Linked DNA regions of Mus musculus: region 1 is linked to region 2. A link is a contact called in public HiChIP or PLAC-seq data. All regions are on one chromosome and are shown on one strand. Each heading gives the region's core, a stretch centred on a gene start, on an enhancer-like site or on the middle of the called end of the contact. The rest is flanking DNA. Distances are from core to core; before and after follow the strand shown.

Evidence for each region. HiChIP or PLAC-seq counts read pairs in DNA pulled down with a chosen protein or histone mark.
Region 1: a BATF HiChIP or PLAC-seq map of CD8 T cells shows a contact between it and region 2, with 7 read pairs. The contact joins the promoter of Cxcr6 here to the enhancer-like site in region 2. A contact is called at or near these places in 16 of 39 promoter capture datasets (3T3-L1-derived adipocytes, the HPC-7 cell line, HPC-7-derived erythroid cells and 12 more), 1 of 15 datasets of contacts at CTCF or cohesin (CD8 T cells), 7 of 484 Hi-C or Micro-C datasets (the AML12 cell line, CD4 T cells, CD8 T cells and 4 more), 2 of 115 datasets of contacts at active chromatin or transcription factors (CD8 T cells and embryonic stem cells) and 1 of 9 other capture datasets (adipose tissue).

Annotation. Positions count from the first base shown.
Region 1 is chr9:123,804,714-123,808,620 of GRCm38.p6, reverse strand. Cxcr6 (chemokine (C-X-C motif) receptor 6) reads right to left here and starts at 2,144. Exons shown (of 2, transcript NM_030712.4): 1 at 2,076-2,144. All of the region lies in intron 14 of Fyco1 (FYVE and coiled-coil domain containing 1), which reads left to right.
Region 2 is chr9:123,731,848-123,736,169 of GRCm38.p6, reverse strand. No RefSeq gene overlaps it. Among named protein-coding and RNA genes, the nearest start is that of Lztfl1, 16 kb to the right of the region's middle. Within about 2 kb of position 1,814, at least 11 of the 459 cell types and tissues checked have an H3K27ac peak or open chromatin away from gene starts, as enhancers often do. A contact at or near this core is called in CD8 T cells, where this site is marked.

The DNA of each region.
Region 1 (3,907 bases), core at 895-3,394, 72 kb before region 2:
TCTAACAGTTCCCGGCATCTATGTTGGAACCTCAGATTCTGGACATCCCTGTATTTTGGGGAATCTCTAGGAAGGTTTATGCCCCCATAAGGAGGCATGGCTTTAACTTCCTTTAGCCATTCAGGACCTAAAGGTCTCACAATGGAAGGCCAGTTAGAATGGCACATGAGGTGGAGTGGCTGCTGAATAGGTTTGCAGCAGAGGCCACATGCCTGCCTTTCTTGCCCAGGACTTGATCCTCCATGGTTGTTATGTTTCTGACCCTGCTTTGCCCTGTGACTACCAAGGACCACAAGCAGGACATGGGGTAATATAACCTGTGGCCTGATTGTATGGGCAACTATCACAGCGTTTGGCCCGAGAGTGCCAGGCCAACCTTGCCAGTGTCCTAGATCCATATCCTGCCAGTGAAGGTTCTAAAAGATGCCTTAAGAAGTGTTTGGGCAGAACTTCTGTAAGATTTACCAAGACAAAATATTACCTGGTCAGATGAGGATATGTAAAAGTTGAAGACATCCTTTCCTTTTAATCCATGTGGTCATTTCTTGCTCTAAAATTGAGTCCTAAGCGGAAATAGTGTCCACCCTAACACTTCTGGAACTTATACCTTCCCTAGAGCCATAATGCCTTTTCTCACCATCAAGGAAGGACCTTGCCTTTAAAACTAGGCTACTCAGTAACTAGTCCCCACACCCAGACCTCGGGATAGATCTCTGGTCTTGATAAGCTGATGGTAGGCATCCGGCCCCATAGCCTTCTGAGGTGCTAAAGGAGTGTCAGGTATTTGTGTGTATCATATTGACTCACATGGGGATGATTTCTTTTTCACCCTTTAAAATATGAAACACCTTTGCTTTCCCAAGAGTTACCTCCAGTTCTCTGTTGTTACCTCACTTGTATTTGCTTTTTTGTTGTCCTATTCTTTTCTGAATCCAACCTTAGCATGGCTCTTCAGAAAATGTACAAATCCGTATTCACTGTTATGTTAGTAGATAGGGACTAGACTATACAAATAGAATATTGAAATTCACTAGATTGGGGAGATGACTGTCAGTAGAATGCTTGCTTTACAACCATAAGCACACAAAATCACTGTCTCTTATAAAAAAAAGTTAACATTTCTTTATAATTGAAATATTGATTAAGGAAAATGAAACAGTAATGAAACTTTTGATATGTTTTTTTTAAAAAGCCCAATAGCAAATTATAATTGTATGTAAAGCATAAAATGTAACCCAAATATTTAAGAAGTACTTCTAATTATTTTGGAAGTTTCAGTATATTTAAATTGCTGAAAACAGAAAAAAATATGAGAAACACACACACACACACAAACCCACCATGGGCTATTACTGTTATAACAAATAGATGATACTTCTGATCTTCCTGCTTCCACCTCCAAAGGTCTGGGATTGCTGCCACACCTGACACTTAACCTTTTGTGGTCACAAACCTCTTTGAGAATCTCATTGAAGCTGTAGACCTTCTCTGAGAAATAAAGTCCATACAGCTATAATTCTAAGGCTTCATGAACCACATATTCTATAGGCTCTTGTTTAAAGACCCTTTAATAACATTTGTAATTTTTTTTTTACTCTAGTCTTAAAGGACCAAATTCTGTCAGCATTGGCCTTTGGCAAAATTATAAATTACTTATTTCATCTGTTTTGTTTATTTACTTATTTGTAGTCTATAATGTCTACAGTTGTGTGTTGATTTATATTGAAAAAAGTAGATAGTTATTGTGGATTATAGCTTGTTTTTTAAGATACAAAAGAACTTTTTTAAGATACAAAATAGAAAAAGATTGATTAAAAATAGAAGACCAGTGACTAGACTGCTCTGGATTCCTAGGTGGGTCTGATTATACCGTTACTACCTTTCCCATCCTTTTATAACCACTTGCTATATTCCAGAACCAATGAAGCAGTTCTCACATTTCTCCAACCCTTGCAGCAACCATGGCAGTGAGGGATGGGAGCCATGGCTAGCTGAATTCAGTAGCTCGCACCGTATACACAGGTCCTGCTGCAGACAGGAATGAGAGATGCAGCAAAAGAAAGCAAATGACTCACCAGAAGAGAAGCCCAGTAGCTTTGTTCCAGAGTGAAGTGTGCTCACTAAAGGTCTGCCTCTGGTTCTCTGTGATGTGGTCTGTGTTTCCGTCAAATACTTAAGAGCCTTCAGCTAGAGACCTGCCCCCGTCTCTATCCCATAGGCAGAATCCACATGACAAGCTTGACAAACCTGCCCACTTAATTTGAGAGTCAAAGATGAAGCATGATTCTGATGCTTCATACTCCCTTTTTCTTGGCTTAGCACATTTCCTGCTGTTAAAAACGAATAGGATTTCCATTAATGCTCTCCTAAAGGGGAGCAGAAAGTAGACTTGACTTTTGTCAGTCCACTGACGATGGTGGACTTTGTTTGTGAAAATCACTTTGTTTACTGGTCACACATGTCTTTGGAACATTTTGGTTCTGGGCCAACACAAAGCCCATGCTATGGATTAGGCTCTGTATGAATGTAGATCCAGTATTTACCACAGATGTCTTGAAACATTGCTGAGGGCCAGGTATTATCTCCATTTACAGATGAGAATGTAGGAAACAGAGCCAAAATAACTGGTGAATTCAGAGCTACAAGCTCAGGCTTCTGATCATTCACAGACCAATGGAACAGGTTGCTTCTAGGTGGTTGGTTGTGCTGGAGGACCTGGTATAGCCCTACACTCTGCCCCCACAGGCCTCTGGCAGGCAGTGCCCACCTACCGTGCTTGGCTTTGCTAGAACTGCCTGAGGTTAGCCTCCTGGACTTTCCTCTATTTGATAGACACTATGATCTTAATGCAGTCTGGTTTTTACTTTCCGTGAGCTAGCATTGCTGACTTCCAGGAAAATTAGCCTGGAAGTCAGGAACTTGGAGTAGGACCAGAATCTAGAAACTAGTATTTGATTTTATTGTAAGAAAGGTATTATATGGAGGCTTCCATTTACAACTGTTGGGTTTTGCTCACCTACCCATGGATGCAGTGAACAATGAACAAATGAACAGATGCATAGGCTGCATCAAATACTGAGCGGGAGATAGTTGAAACACCTCTCCTTTTAAAAGAATCTTTTGGGTGCTAGAAAGATGGCTCAGCAGTTAAGAGCACTTCCTGTTCTTGCAAAAGACACAGATTCGATTACCAGCACCCAGATGGCAGCATACAACCATGCATAACTTCAGTTCATATCTATGAGCAAAACACATAAAATAAGTCTAAAACTATTTTAAAGATACCTTTTAGGACAAGACAGCCTTCAGTTTTACTACATTTATAGGATAGTACTAGAATGGCCTGAGATTTGTCAAGCATTGCTGTACTCTTCTCAAAATTATTTGTCTTCCTCAAGAACAGAGAGGCCCATCTCACTGCTCTGAGATTGTGCATGAACTTCTAAGGCACGTGCACAGGAGACTGTGGGGAGATTACATGTGCAGATTTGAAAATGTATGGTACTTTTGTCATAGCTATGCTACAATGGAAAGTTCTGTGGAAAATAAAAGATTTGCAAGTAAATTCAAGGAACTAGTCCACTTGGGGCCACTTAACACAAATAAATAGCCTTTTACCATTCAGATGTGTAGTGTGCATTGCACCGTAAGTTTTTTTGACTCAAAGATCTGAACTTCTCAAGAGTGAGTACCCTGTTGCCTGTGTCGTGCATTTCCTCAGAAATACTTAAAATCTAAAATAGAATTGAGAAGACATTGGGCATGGTAGGCACTATTGCTTCAGTCTTATCTTGGAAGTCAGTTGTTCTGATCTATCATCTTTTCTAAAAACCTGGCATTCTTAAGTCAGAACTATTAGGATATCAACTCCAAGACTTGGTTTTGGTTTTTATTTGTTTGTTTGTTT
Region 2 (4,322 bases), core at 565-3,064:
CACTGGGTTCAGAATCAATTGAAGAACTTGTTAGCATCCCAATTTCTACACACTGATCCAAATTCTCAAGTGTGAGGTGGAAGAAAGTGCATCGTATCCAGCTACCCAGATCTGTACTGCTCTCAACCTTGGCCAGAGAAGCTTTTTACTGCTGTGGGTAGCAGTTAATGAAGAGATTCATATAGCTGGTCAAAGTGCTCAGAGTAAGTGACTGTAAGCACTCATCCATAGATGGGACCTCTGTATCAATCTCCCATCATCCACAGCTCGGGGATCACTGAAGAAGAGGAGACAGGATGCTAAGTGTCAGAGGAAGTAGATGATTGCAGCAAAACTTGTCTTCTGTTCCTGACATGATAGTTGCACATATGAACACATGCTAACTGTAGTTATCTGCACAAGGCCTGCATAAAATCATGCTAGTAAAAGATTCCAAGATGGAGGCAGAAGAGGCTCCTGAGGCCTAAGATCAGCTGAGTAGGTATTGGCAATTAGTGCCTTCTCTGGGATACAGAGTAGCTTTCCTTTACAGGGTAGCCACTAGCAGATTGCCCATGTCCCAGTAAACCTCCCAACAGCTATGTGCACTTGGACACCAGTGAGGACTTAGTGGTTTATAAAAAGAAGACTTGAAGCTAGAAGGGATATGTATTGGGGCGGAGAACCAGGTGAAGTAGGTGAGAAAGAGTCAAGATTGAGTGCAATCAAGATCCATTGCATACATCTATGACATTTCGAAAGAATACAAAAAAAGGCAGTGTATTCTGATAGGGATTAAGTTAAATCTATAGGTAGTTTTTGTTAGTATTGACATCTTAATAATAATAAGTCATTCAATCCATGAAAAAAAAAAACAAAAAACAAACAAAAAGAAATATCGTTCCCACTCAAAAGGCATTAAATATATCTCCATGTACATTGCATGATGTCAGAGTTGATATAAGCTTCCTCAGATAAGTTTCTGTCTTTTTCTTTTAGGAGTATCTTTGTGGAGCTATGAATTATACACTCAGCAAATGTCTCTTTATTGGAGTATTCTTGGATCCCATGATAATATTTTTCTCACCAGACTCCAATACAGACAAAACTGAGTTCACATAAAACCAAATTTCAGAACAAGGGAGGATCCAAGTATAATACAAAGCATTCTGGAAAGAGGAAGCATGCCTTTCTCACAACACAATGGTCAAATCAACTAGCAGGGTATCCGTTGTGTTTTATAAAATGAAAGAGAAGCCAGGGATATGTTTGGTGGAAGTGCAGTATGATGTGGGGAAACGGGGTGCCTCTGTGGGCCATTGCTGAGGTATCCCTTCCCCCTGAGAATAGTTTATTTAGGGCATATGGATGGGAGTTGAGGGGGCAACAGAGACAGAGAAAAGGAGAGATAGAGACAGAGACAGAGACAGGAGGAGGAGGAGCAGGGGAAGGAGAGGAGAGGAGAGGAATAGAGGAGTAGAGGCCGGCCATGAGCACGTGGAGAGAAAGGGGGAGGGGAATGGGGAGAGAGTGGTAAGAAGGTAAGGAAACAAGAGCAAGAGGAAAAGAGGGCAAGAGAGAGAGGAGGGGCAAGCAGCCCCTTTTATAGTGAGTCAGGCATACCTGACTGTTGCCAGACAACTATGAGGTGGAGCCTAGGTGAAATGCCAACAGTATCCATCTCGTGTGTGTGTGTGTGTGTGTGTGTGTGTGTGTGTGTGTGTGTGTGTGTGTGTGAGTGTGTGTGTGTGTGTTCTGCCTGCATCAAGATACAAGAGAATTCCCCCTCTGAAGGAAGGCTGCAGGCCATGCTGGGCATCCTTCCTAACCGCCAGTGACTGTACAAGCAACAAGTAGAGAATCTTAAGCCTGAGTTCAAAGGCATTGATTGGCCCACACTTTAAGAAGTTTCCAAGCCACAAAAACCATTTTTTTCCTTAGTGGCAGTTTGATCAGGTCTAGCCTTTCTTCGTTCCCATATGTCAAAATAGTAAAAACCAGAGAAGCAGTATTCCTTCTAGATAATTCCTCTAGTAAGATAGTGTTTCTTCACTGTGGCTTGAGGGGAAAACACTGCCCAGACCCAATATCATCGTTAAAAGACCAGAATCTTGTATCTTCCACACCCTGCATGATACCATAATGGGTTTCAGTTTGACTGTCTTGTATCACCTCTGTTCCCCTCCCTAAGGAGGTATGCCTGAAGAGAGATCACAGCACCATAGCACCTCACTTTGTACACAGCTCAGGTCTGTCTATCAGTCACCCTGGAGCAAAATTGAAGCATTCTCTGGCTCTTCTATGCATTTCTGGTATTACAGATGGAGGATTTGGAGGCTAACATGAATTTGTGAGTTTCTTCAAAGGAAAATCAATCCATAGAATCAGTGTGCTTAGGCTTATTACTCACTTTGGCTCTCAAGAGCAGGTACCCATCTATCTCACTATTGTGACCCTGAGCCTTAGCTGGTGCCTGGCATGCATATCACATATACAGTGTGCATTTGCTGGACAAATTAACAAACTTGGTCACCTAAACTTCATAATCAGCCATGTGTGATATTTATATCTTCAATCAAAAAGTGAGCTCCATAACAAAGATAATAACCATCAGATGGGAAATCCAACATCTGCTGTTCTTGTGGAGAATCCACATTTGGTTCCCAGAACTCAAAAAGCAAAATGCAAGCATCTGTAAGCCCAGTTCCAGGGGATCCAATGTCCTCTCCTGGCCTCAGAAGGTACGACCCATACATGTGATACAAATACGTATATGCAGGCAAACACTTATACCCATAAAATAAAAATTAAGAAGTATTTCAACCATAGCACAGAACTTTAGGCTAGCCACAAAAGGGGGAACTTTATATAGAACACATTTATAACAAGCTGAGCACTTCCCTGCCAGCTTTCAGCTTCTATGAGCAGGTTTCTTTTTTAGGTAAAAGATGAGTAAATTCTTTCAATTGGTTATACAGAAAGATGCGATTCACAAAGCCTTAGAAAGTCGTGGACCTTAAACCAGTTGCCTGTTTTAGTTTGTACTGAAAAAAAAAAATGGTGAGAGTTTTTGTTCTCAGCAATGTGCCTACTGGTTTTTGATTTTGCCTCTGGCATCAGTGTAAAAACACATGCATAAATATACCTTTGTATGCACAATACATGCAAACCAACTCTTTTAGTGCCAGCAATCTATCCTTCATCTTTCCTCTGCACACATCCAATGATCTTTCTCTTAGACTAGCAGAACATCTTCTAGTTACCAGGCAGGTATACCTGGCTAGCTTCTGACCCAGAATAGACAACCAGGCAGCAAAACACAAAGCTTAGGACTTCCTAGAGCTTTGTATCTGAACTACAGTTTTTAGTTTTACTCATAATCTACCCTCTCTCTTCACATTAAAAATAAATCCCTTCTTAAACTTTTGCCCTCTGAAGTTTCTGTCTCTGTCAGGGTTTTGTCCTTTCATTTTGAGTCTTTCAAAACAACTCCAGTGCCCACAAGCACTCTCAGTGCTGACATTGGCCTTGGGTAAGCCCCACTCCCCAGGCTTGTTTTTATTTCTGGAAGTTGTCCTTGCCTTCACACTGAAAACACTTCACACATAGCAGTGTGCTGGGCCCTGGTCAGATTTGTCACTTTCTTTAATATCTTGTCTCTAAAAAAATCATCTCCAGTAAAAGCACAGAAGAAATAGGCTCAAAGGAGAGGCAAGTGTAAACATGCTGGCAATGGACTTCTCTGGAATTGGCTGGGGAGACCTAACTTGAAAATCTCTCCTAACAGCAGAAGAAAACTAGTGATTTTCAAGATTAAAGTGAGAAAATCACCACTGGTTCCTATGGAGTGAGTAGTTCAGCCACTCCTTGTTTCCTGCACAGACCCTGAGAACTGAGTCCCCTTGCTATGCCATCGCAGCAGAGCAGGTAAAAACAGCACTCCCTCCAAGCCTAGTGTGACCCCAGCAGGCCATGTGACCCTAGTGTGACCCACTCTTAAGAGACTATGTTTCAGGACTGAAGAGATGGTTCAGTGGTTAAGAGCACTGGCTGTTCTTCCAAAAGACCTTGATCCAATTCCCAGCACCTACATGGAATCTCACACTGTCTGGGGATCTGACATTCTCACGTGGACATACATACATACAGAACACCCATGTACATAAAATAAAAATAAATAAATCATATAAAAAGAGAAAGAAAGAGACTTTTTGGTACACTCTGAAAATCTGGGTTCTCTCACTAAAATATCTGATTCTAATTGTTCTGACAAAATATAAAGTAATGAAAGATTTTGTAAGGAAGAGAAAAAAATGCATTCTGAAAAAACATTACACCCCTAC